Linked DNA regions of Sus scrofa: regions 1 and 2 are each linked to region 3. A link is a contact called in public Hi-C and HiChIP or PLAC-seq data. All regions are on one chromosome and are shown on one strand. The core of a region is the stretch at or near the end of the contact, and the rest is flanking DNA. Distances in the headings are between cores, read along the strand shown.

Region 1 (3,460 bases), core at 202-2,701, 130 kb after region 3:
TTGTCAGTACTTAGCAAATGTTTCACCGTGATGGAAAATTGCCTATACTTTTGTCAAGAGCAGGAGACAATGGTAAACAGCACAGTACTGCAGGACGGCTAATGGGTCTGGGAAACCTGAGAACATAGGCCAAGACTATTATGGATTTTTTTTTTTTTTTACATGGAAAGAGGAGAAAGAGTGAAGAGTGCTTTCTGAATCCTAGATCCTGTGAATTTCCCCAATACTGTATTTTATGAGAGAAACTAGACATCAAAGGGTTTTTCTTAGCCTGTTTGATAATTGTTCTCCCCTCTACCTCAGTTTCACATCTTTCCCTATGATTTACAGATCTGATCTTCTTTCTGTGTGTGTGTGTGTGCTTTTCTTTGCTTTTTAGGGCCGCACCTATGGCATATGGGAGTTCCCAGGCTAGAGGTCTAATCGGAGCTACAGCTGCCGGCTGGCCTACGCCACAGCCACAGCCACAGCCAGGCCAGATCCAAGTCGCATCTGCAACCTACACCACAGCTCATGGCAAGGCCAGATCCCTGACCCACAGGGTGAGGCCAGGGATCAAACCCGCACCCTCATGGATTCTAGTCGGATTTGTTTCTGTTGCAACACGAAGGGAACTCCTATAGATCTGATTTTAATTTCAAATTTTGAACATGGGACCTGAGCCCTTAACAGTCTTAATTCTCAATTACAGCATCTAGTTACTGAAATTATTCTATCCAGTGACCCAGGGATGTACAAGAAGGCATAAGAAGGTACATTGTGAAACTCAAAAATAAAACCTGGGCTATGAGTCTGGTGGCAGAAAGAGCTCTAAGTCTTTTACTCATCGATACTGGAAACCTGGGTGATGAAGGCACGTGTCTGTGGGTGCAGCGTTCATGAAGTACCCAATTAATATAATAAAGTCGAACCTCTCAGGGCTTTGCCAGAGTTAATTAGCACTTCCCATTGTCTGATGTTTCATTACCTGCTAAAGTTGCTTATGGAAAGTCTTGCAAGAGGTGTTTTATGAACACATCGTAACTATTTTTATGGATTTTAGTGATTTAGACCAGATTCATGACCCACAACCGCATTTGCCATTTTGAGCAATAGAGACTTTATTTTTTTCAGATTTTGTGCAACGAATATCAATTTTTCCTTCCTTTGAGAAGTGCTTAAGAATGATACTCAAAGAGTGATTTTATTTGGTCCTTTATGACAGAAGTGAAAATGAAAGGAGATTTGGAGACGTAAACTAACCTTTGCCCTTATGTGAAATCCTGGGAACCGGAAATTCCCTTTTAGAGCTGAGTGTCCTAGGTGCCTGCACAGACTGTTGCAGGAGAGTGGAAGAGGGTCATTTAAACCAGAGTCAGGGTGACTGGAAGTCTTCCGAGGGACTGACAAAGGCTGAAGATAGATAAGAATGGCACAATTAGGCGGGAAACTCCACACATCTATTTGGTTGGCCCCGTCTCCTTGGGGCTTAGCAGAAGACCTGATTGGGCACAACAGGAAGTCAGATTGTAGGAAGGGGCTGCTTGTGTAAGGGCCCTGCAGAGTAGCAAGCTCGCCCTTCACAGGACCACTGGAGACACAATCCTTTAACCCTACGCAAATACGTAGGGCAGCGGCAGACTCTTGGAAGGAAGATCTTAAGGGCAGTTGGTGCCATGAATTAAAAGCTCCTAGGTGGCTGCCTCTATGTTTAGCGTCTGCATGACATCATCAGTTGGAACTAATGAAAGAGGAAAACCAAGGAAGAAAATGCCACGGTGATCACCAAAGCTTCCTTCATGAGTGGGATCTGGGCTCCCACCGGGGCTCCCCAGGGATGCCCACGGCTCTATGGAGGGGGCAGCAATCCTGAGGGACTTCCTCCTTGTCAAAATATGACAGAAGCCATCCTGCAAATGAACATTGTCCTGAAAGCATCGGGAGAAATAACGTACAGGCTACAGGGATCTCCCTAATGTTGATTCTGGTAAGTTTTTTGCTTTTGTTTTTGTTTTTTTGCCGTCAATAACATAGCAGAAAAATGAGAAGATAAAATGTTTCCTTTTCAATTTCTGTTGAGCAGGATTCTAGTGGAAAGGAAGCTCTCCCCTTGTGGTTCTCTGAGCGCTCTGACAATTGATCAGTGTTGGCATTTCCAGTACCGACTTGGCTCCAGTGGGTCTGTCACTGAAAATAATTCGATAACGGCTATGCTGTTCTTTCCTGGCTATAGCCTGCTGTCCTCTGCCTTCTGCTACATCCCAAACAAGCCTAGTGTCAGGAGGGTGCCTGGATGGTCATGGCCTGGGTGCACAGTCGACATGGAAGGTGACAAGGTCCTTGTCACACTCCTCACAGTGGAAGAAGATGGTGCCACCGGGAAGTGACAACACACTCTTGTCCCTCCACAGGTGGAAAAGGCTTGAAAATTATTTTGATGCAGCTGCGGCCACTGCAAAATATTTGCATCACCCAGAGAAAGGCATCGCTCAGGGCAGATGCAGCCCTCCCAGGACTCAGGGCTTGGCAAGGAGACGTGACTGGATTTCAGTACCTACTTGCACCTTGTCCAGGTTTCGTCCCGCATGGCTCTGATTCCATGTGCCCCTCAAACAAGGCTGATATGATTACTGCAGATGGCGGCTGCTGACAGGAGTCTTAGGCGTGTTTGTTCCTGGCACTGTGACCTTCTTCTTTCTCTAGTCCTTTTCTCTCTGCGCCTCCCTCTTCTCTCCAGCTGGTACCTGTGGACTGGATCCTAATGTCAGCCTACAATCCAGGTCTCTGAGACTCCAAATCCTGCCCCCCTCGTAGTCCTACTCACCTTCTATCCCCTTTCTCCAAGACCCTCCCAAGGGACAGAAATTAATCTGGTTAATAAATTGGTGCTGTTGCTAATGGTTAATACTATATTACTCTTTCAGATAGAATCTGGATGAAAATTTATAGCACGGGCCACGGCATTTACATTTTAGTAGAGACCTTCAAGACCCTGAAAGATGAATGCTGTGAATTTCATGTTAAGGCAGGGCCAGTAAAAAGAGGCCTTAGGAGTTCCCGTTGTGGCTCAGTGGTTAACGAATCTGACTAGTATCCATGAGGACACGGGTTTGATCCCTAGTCTCGATCAGTGGGTTAAGGATCCGGCGCTGCCATGAGTTGTGGTGTAGGTTGCAGACTCGGCTCAGATCTGGCATTTCTGAGCTCTGGCATAGGCTGGCAACTACAGCTCCAGTTTGACCCCTAGCCTGGGAACCAACATATGCTGTGGGTGCGGCGCTAAAAAGACAAAAGACCAAAAAAAAAAAAAAAAAAGTGCTTCAGAGCTGCGTTTTCCTACATTTGTCAGGCACGCTATTTAAGTAGGTGAGCAGTATCCCCACATAAGAAGTGAATTCAGTTGATGACCCAAAGTGGTATTTGGAAATGTGGGGCAAGCTGGAGAGGCAGATTTATGAACGTGTCAAGGTTTTTTGTATGT
Region 2 (3,746 bases), core at 19-2,518, 150 kb after region 3:
TAAATTTATGTGTCCTTCTCCAGGGTCGGAAAATAGGGCTTCCTAGAGAAGGTGCAGAGAACCTGTAGAGGGAATTTCTGGTCCAGGTGGCTTAGAAGCAATGCCAGCTGAAGTCATGGGCATCATCAGGCTGCTGGAGAAACAAACACCCTCAAAGCTGAGTGGTCTGACACAGCACCTTCATTTCCAGCTCCTGTTACATGTTCCTCTCCCTGGCAGGAGGCTCTGCTCCACACAGCCATTTACAAAGTCAGGGTAACAGAGACTCCACCGTCTTATAGCTGCTCCATTGAAGTAACCTGCCCCCTCGTCGCCCTGGAGGGTCCCATGGGGTTTTCCTGTGCTTTCTTCCAGAAGGCATACTCCCTTCTCTCCTCAGCCCAATGGTCAGGACTAGTCATATGGCCATGCCCAACTGCCAGGGGGTTTAGCCCTGAGAAGTGGTCTGCAGGCTCCAATCAAGGAACAGGGAGGCTTCACACGGAGGGCAGCATTGATCACTGGGTGTGCCAGCGGGGTGACAGATGAAAGGAGAGCTTAGCATGATCTCTGACAACACAAAGAGATGGAGGGATGGGTGAAGATTGAAATGTGTACTTATAAATACAGTACAATATTCCCAGAAGTTCACTGACAGGCATCAAACTGGCCATTTGGCAGGGGGGATGAGTTGGTTGTGTGCTTGTGTATTAAAAATTTGGGAATCCAGACTAGAATAATCCCTATGGCATTATTTGGTGAACACTCCTGGAAACTCACATAATTTAATTAAGATGTGTTTATTTTTCTTTTTTTGACATATGTATATATACATATATATATATATAGAGAGAGAGGTATGTTGATTTATAATATAAAGTATTTCTGTGTGTGTGTGTGACTGCTTACTCAGAGTATGAAGAGTAACAAGGGGCTGTTTTTATGGAAAACATATTGTTTGATTATTTTGAGTGAATATTGATAGCATATCCATATAACACGACACAAAACACTCTGTGGACCTCTAGTTCCCCTCCCCTGAAAAAGAAAAGCAAAGGAGGACCTTAAATATAAGAACAGAGATGAATCCTTCAACTCAATAACCCTCCAAAGAAATCAAGTGCTGTGTGTACAACTGAGATCCATGAGAGTGCCCAGTGGTACGAAGAGTGTAAGCTCATCGCATTTACAGTTGCATATTTCTAGCTAGAAATCTCTAGCAGTGTCCCAAATATGATAGTAATTTCAATGTAGGTTACATCATCCTTGGATAAAAAATAAAGCAGTGATTGAGACATCCTACCATTTCGTCATTTTGGGTTGTTTTTGTGGATTATTAAGCAAATACTTTACGTATCCCACCGATGAAAACACACTGATGACGCTTGCTGAATTTAGTCTCAATGAACCCTTTTTTTTCTTTAAAGTGAACTTTTAAGCAAATATTTGCTGTTTTGTTTTACTGAATGAACCCATTTACTATTTTTCTTAAAGCTTAGAAAAGTCCTCTGAAACATTCGGATAAAGCTGATAATGAGCATTTCTTATTCTCTCATATGACTTTACAAACTTTAACTACAGTACGCTTTTGACACACATTTATTGAACAGATCTTTCAAGTCTTATACACACCTTATTCCCAAGATTAAAAAAATATATATCTAGAAATTTTAAGAAATGGTCTTGGAATGAAGAAAGACTTGGAGAAACAGTAGAAGTATTTCAGAGCTTCAGAGCAACTTTAAACATTTACCATGAGGAAATCAATCATAGTCTAAAGGCTGTCCAGGAGTTCCCTTTGTGGCTCAGTGGGTTAAGAACCCGGCATAGTACCCATGAGAATGAGGGTTCGATCCCTAGCCTCGCTCGATGGGTTAAGGATCTGGTGTTGCCATGAGCTGTGGTATAGGTTTCAGATGCGGCTCAGATCTGGTGTTGCTGTGGCTGTGGCTGGCAGCTGGAGCTCCGATTCTCTGATTTGACCCCTAGCCTGAGAACTTTCATATGCTGCAGATGTGACCCTAAAAAGGAAAAAAGAAAAAGAAAAAAGAACTGGTGGACTACTACCATCTCCTGGCCTCCGTGACCACACTCATGGCTCTGGAGGCTCTGCTGTGATGGGAGTCAAGCTGGAAGGATCTTTGTTTCAGTTCTGCCCCTAACTAGCTATGCAATTCTGGCTAGTCTATGGACTCTTTTTCATCATCTGTAGAAATCATCAAAGTGATAATTTTTTTTTTTTTTTTTTTTTTTTTTTTTTTTTTTTTGCCATGCCTGTGGCATGCGCAAGTTCCCAAGCCAGGGTTCGAACCCACACCACAGCAGTGAAAATGCTGGACCCTTACCCAGTAGGGTACCAGGAAACTCCAAACTGATTATTTTTAAGGATCTTAGTACCGAAACTACTTGATATAAGCCAAATGTTCTCCACAGAGCTGTGAATAAATTCAGTGAATTTTTAAGAGGATAACAGATTTGACATGTCAGATGGCCTTGGCATGTGTTTTTGTTGATTTTCGTAAAGGTTCAATCAAGGCATCTCCAACTGCCAAGTATACTCAACAGGGAAGGGATGGCCTCTTCAATTTTCCTTATGGTGCTGGAAGAACTGGATAGTCACCTGCAAAAGAGTGGAATAGGACCCCAAATTATACCACTCACAATAATTAACTCAAAATGGATTAAGGACTTACATGTAAGAAGTGAAGCTGTAAAACTCTTAAAAGAAAACATAGGGGAGAAGCTCCTTGACACCAGTCTTAGCAATAATTTTTTTTGGATTTGATAGCAAAAGCACAAGCAACAAAAGCAAAAATTAACAAAGGAGACTACATAAAACTAAAAGGCTTCTGCACAGCAAAAGAAACAATAAAGATGAAAAGGCAACCTATGGAATCAGAGAAAATATTTGTCAAGCATATATCCAATAAGGGGTTAATATCCAAAATATGTAAGAAACTCATACAACTCAATAGCCAAACAAAAACAAAACCATAAAAATCCACCCACACACACACACACACAAAACCCAAAGGAAAAACACACACGTAGAAACTCACCCACAAACAATCCCATGGGCATAGGGCTTGAACAGACATTTTTTCCAAAGACATACAAATGGCCAACAAGTACATGAAAATGTGCTCAGTATCACTAATTATCATGGAACTGCAATTTGAAAACACACCAAGATATTACCTCATACCTGTCAGAATGGCTATCATCAAAAAATCTACAAATAACAAATGTTGGTGAGGATACGGAGAAACAGAATACTGGTGCACTGTTGGTGGGACTGTAAACTGGTGCAGCCTGGAGAATTCTAAAAAAATTAAAAATAGAGCTACACTATGACCCAGCAGTCCCACTTCTGGGTATATATCTGAAGGAGAGGAAATCCACATCACAAAGAGACCTCTGCACTCCCATGTTCTTTGCAGCATTATTTACAATAGTCAAGACATGACACAGCCTAAGTTTCCATGATAGCCGAATGGATAAACAAGATGTGGTGTGTACAGACACAATGGAACACTACTCAGCCAGAGAAAAGAAGGAAATCCTGCCATTTTTAACAACATAGATGGACCTTGAGGGCATGATGCTAAGTGAAATACGTCAGTCAGCGAAAAACAAATACCATCTGACTGTATTTATACACAGACTCTAAAAACATCAAACTCATAGAAGTAGAGAGTGGAATGGTGGTTTCCTGGGGCTGAGGGGTGGGGGAAATGGGGAGATGCTGGTCAAAAGGTACAAACTTT
Region 3 (3,588 bases), core at 687-3,186:
ACAATGCATTGAAATTAACCGCGCGCGCGCGCGCGCGTGTGTGTGTGTGGTGTGTGTATCTGTGTGTGTGTGTTGTGTGTATCTGTATGTTGGGGGGGTCTATTATCAAATTCATACCCAGTTAGATTTCTTTGTTTGTATTTGCATTTAGTTTCAGCGTTTGCTTTCTTTGAATCTTTTAAAATTTAATACATAAAATTTTTACATGGTTCAAAAGTCAAAACTCTCTCTATAAAGAGTGTACTCAGAAGCCTTACTGCTATTTTTATTTCTCACACTCCATTCCTATCCATCCACCATGGGCAACCATTTGTTTTTTGGGGGTTTTGGGTTTTTTTTTTTTTTTTTTGTCTTTTTGCCTTTTCTGGGGCTGCTTCCCGGGGCATATTGAGGTTCCCAGAGTAGGGGTCTAATCGGAGCTGTAGCCACAGGCCTACGCCAGAGCCACGGCAACTCGGGATCCAAGCCGCGTCTGTGACCTACACCACAGCTGCTCACGGCAATGCCAGATCCTTAACCCACTGAGAAAGGCCAGGGATCGAACCCACAACCTCAAGGTTCCTAGTCGGATTCGTTAACCATTGAACCACGACAGGAACTCCAGCAACCATTTTTATTACTTTCTGATTTACTCTTCCTTTGTTTCTTTTTCTTATACAAAAAGTAGCATACTATATCCACATTCCAGCACCTGGATTTTCTTACTTAATATATTTTAGAAATCACCACATGTTAATTCATAGAAATATCTCTCAACTTTTTCAGCTTTATATTAATCTGTTGTGTGAATTCATCATAGTTTATTCAGTTAGTATTTGAATGGGTGAGCATTTAAGTTGTGTCTTATATTTGATTAGTAGCAAACAGGGATTATGAGACTCCCCTTTTCCTCACAGCCTTGATGACAGAACGTATTACCTAACTTTAAAATTTTTGACAACTCAATAAAATAGTATCTTATTGTAGTCCAAATATGCATCTATATCATTATGAGTGAAGCCGAACATCTTTTCATATTTTTAAGATGCATTTATATATTTTGTATGTGTTGGGGGGAACTGTCTATTCATGCTTTCTGCCCAATTTTCTATCAAGTCTTGGCCATTTTTTCTCAATATTTAAACGTTCCTTATATTAATAATATTAGAGATTAGCCTGGATTTGTGACAAATGTTACAAAGCTTTCTCTCACTTTGCACTTTTTTTTTTTTTTTGCCAGGAAGCAGGGTTTTTTAAAATGTGCTGAATTTATCAATATTTTCCTTTTTGCGTCTGGATATTTTAGTTTTCATTGGAAACATTCATTCAGGGTCGGACTGGGCATGGCTTTCCGAGCATGTTGGTATTGAAAGTGTCTCCCTTTTGTGAGGCATGATGGTGAGACCTCTTTCCCCTTCTGCTGAGGAGATGCGGACTGTGAGCCAAGCCAGACTGATTAGTTCTTAGGTTTCTCAGGAGTTCCACATCCCTTCTTGTCCCAAGGAAACTTTTGGTTGGGGACAGGCGCGTAGCTCATTGGGAGGAGCGGATGCTACGTAGGAGAGAAAGCTGCTCCACGTGTTCTCTCTCAGCTGGAGGAGCAGGTACCCAGAGCTGCCCTTAGATTGTAGCGGGGTTTGGGTCAGAGAAAGACTTTTCCCACACCCAGGGTGTAAGTTTGTCCACCCATGGTGTCTTCTCATGCTTGCGTGGTTTCATTTTTCACATGTAGGTTTCTGGTCCATGTGGCGTTTATCCTAGTGGATGGTAAGAGGTATGGGTCCAATTTTCCGATAGGCAGCATGGCCCCTTGGAGAGGGGCGGGGCAAATAAGTGGCGATCCTTATGGTCCAGTAGGTGGCGCTCCTCTAGACTCATTTTTGCCGGACTGTAGGAGGAAATGCTGCAAGTCTTGAGAAGAAAAAGGAAATGACTGGTTAGGTTTCACTGGCCAAGAGGAAGCCTCTAGTAGGAAGTTCCCCTCCATCCACACAACCTTGGCTTCACTGGGGGGCACAGTGCTGCTTTCCTCATGTGGGAAAATATCATTTCCTCCATGACTCTGTTTCCCATTGGGAAGGCTCTGTGGGGTAAGAGTGGGCATGCGCAAAGATTGCCTTCACAGCGTCTCTCCCAGAGGGGAGAGAGGTCAAGATGGCCCTGACCTGTACTTCTCTGGGAGGCTCGGCCTGGGAGTGACAAGATCTTGGTTCCTGTCTCAAAGCCATTGTCAACTGGCACTGGTATCACAAGTAGCCGCTTAGCCTTCTATTCCTCAGTCTCCTCATCTGTAAAAGGGGACAACAATGCCCTCCCTACCTATGTGTCAAGGATGTCAGTGGCATAAAATGATGCGGGTGGAAACGTGTATACAAAGTCAAAACACGGTACAAATGTATTTTTACTGTCATCATGGTTACGTCTTATCATACATGGACTTGTCTCTCTGGAAGATATGGTCAAAAGAATTTGTAGTGATAGGCTGCTTTGCTGTATAAGGTGATTTTTCCAAGTATCCTCTCTTGTGGAGATAGCACTGCATTAAAGAGAAAAATGGACTAGGTTAGCTTATAAAGGGCTGCAAGGTAGAGACCTGATGAACAGGTTTACAATGAACTTTCCTAAAGTCCCTAAAACCCCCTAAAACTGTATACAGGTGGGAGTTCCCACTGTGGCTCAGCGGGTTACAAACCCTACTAGAATCCATGAGGACTCGGGTTTGATCCCTGGCCTTGCTCAGTGGGTTAAGGATCCAGCCTTGCCGTGAGCTGTGGTGTAGGTCACTGACCAGCTCAGATCCCATGTTGCTGTGGCTATGGTGTAGGTAGCTGTAGTTCCAATTCGACCTGTAGCCTGGAAACTTCCATATGCCACAGGTGTGACCCTAAAAAGCAAAAATAAAAACAAAAAAAAATTGGAGTTCCCATCATGGCTCAGCAGTTAACGAACCCGACTAGCATCCATGAGGACGTGGGTTCGATCACTGGCCTTGCTCAGCGGGCCAGGGATCCGGCGTTGCCATGAGCTGTGGTATAGGTCGCAGATGCTGCTCAGATCCTGCATTGCTCTAGCTGTAGCGTAGGCCAGGAGCCACAGCTCTGATTGGACCCCTAGCCTGGGAACCTCCATATGCCACAGGTGTAGCCCTGAAAAAGACAAGAAGACCAAAAAAAAAAAAAAATTGTGGTGATAGGTTACCTTCATATAAGGTGATTTTTCCATGTATCCTCTCTCTCATGGAAAACTTAAAGGAGAAAATGGACAAGGTTAACTTTAAAAGGACTCCCAAATATTAGAGACCTGAGGAGGAGGTCTATGATGAGCTTTCCTAAGAGCCCTAAAACCCCCGAAAATTGTGTACAGAATTGTGTATATGTGTATTTTCCATAGCTTGTATCAGATTGCGAAAGGGGTTCGTAGTTCAAAAATGATTAAGAAACATCTGAGAAAAGGAGCCAGGCCAGCCCCAGGGCCCCCTCCCCCTTTGGCTCTGGAATGACTGAACTGGTTCTAGCTACTTCCTCAGCCCCAGATTGGATCTTACGGCTATGGTCTTACTTTCTACTGAAGCTGGTCTGGAGAGAAGGAGCAAAGAGAAGTGGCTAGGGT

The links. Hi-C and Micro-C count contacts between places; a contact is called where the count stands out from the background. HiChIP or PLAC-seq counts read pairs in DNA pulled down with a chosen protein or histone mark.
Region 1: a contact with region 3 is called in an H3K27ac HiChIP or PLAC-seq map of alveolar macrophages. The contact joins two enhancer-like sites. A contact is called at or near these places in 6 of 47 Hi-C or Micro-C datasets (blood, epiblast stem cells, fetal heart ventricle and 2 more) and 2 of 2 datasets of contacts at active chromatin or transcription factors (alveolar macrophages and skeletal muscle).
Region 2: a Hi-C map of alveolar macrophages shows a contact between it and region 3, with 2.3 times the contacts expected there. The contact joins two enhancer-like sites. A contact is called at or near these places in 5 of 47 Hi-C or Micro-C datasets (alveolar macrophages, fetal heart ventricle, psoas muscle and 1 more) and 2 of 2 datasets of contacts at active chromatin or transcription factors (alveolar macrophages and skeletal muscle).

Annotation. Positions count from the first base shown.
Region 1 is chr15:79,918,387-79,921,846 of Sscrofa11.1, reverse strand. No RefSeq gene overlaps it. Among named protein-coding and RNA genes, the nearest start is that of SP3, 70 kb to the left of the region's middle. Within about 2 kb of position 1,451, at least 5 of the 83 cell types and tissues checked have an H3K27ac peak or open chromatin away from gene starts, as enhancers often do. A contact at or near this core is called in alveolar macrophages, where this site is marked.
Region 2 is chr15:79,897,048-79,900,793 of Sscrofa11.1, reverse strand. It overlaps LOC110257023 (a long non-coding RNA gene), which reads left to right. Exons shown (of 2, transcript XR_002339176.1): 2 at 24-1,281. Among named protein-coding and RNA genes, the nearest start is that of SP3, 91 kb to the left of the region's middle. Within about 2 kb of position 1,268, at least 3 of the 83 cell types and tissues checked have an H3K27ac peak or open chromatin away from gene starts, as enhancers often do. A contact at or near this core is called in alveolar macrophages, where this site is marked.
Region 3 is chr15:80,051,864-80,055,451 of Sscrofa11.1, reverse strand. No RefSeq gene overlaps it. Among named protein-coding and RNA genes, the nearest start is that of SP3, 64 kb to the right of the region's middle. Within about 2 kb of position 1,936, at least 5 of the 83 cell types and tissues checked have an H3K27ac peak or open chromatin away from gene starts, as enhancers often do. A contact at or near this core is called in alveolar macrophages, where this site is marked.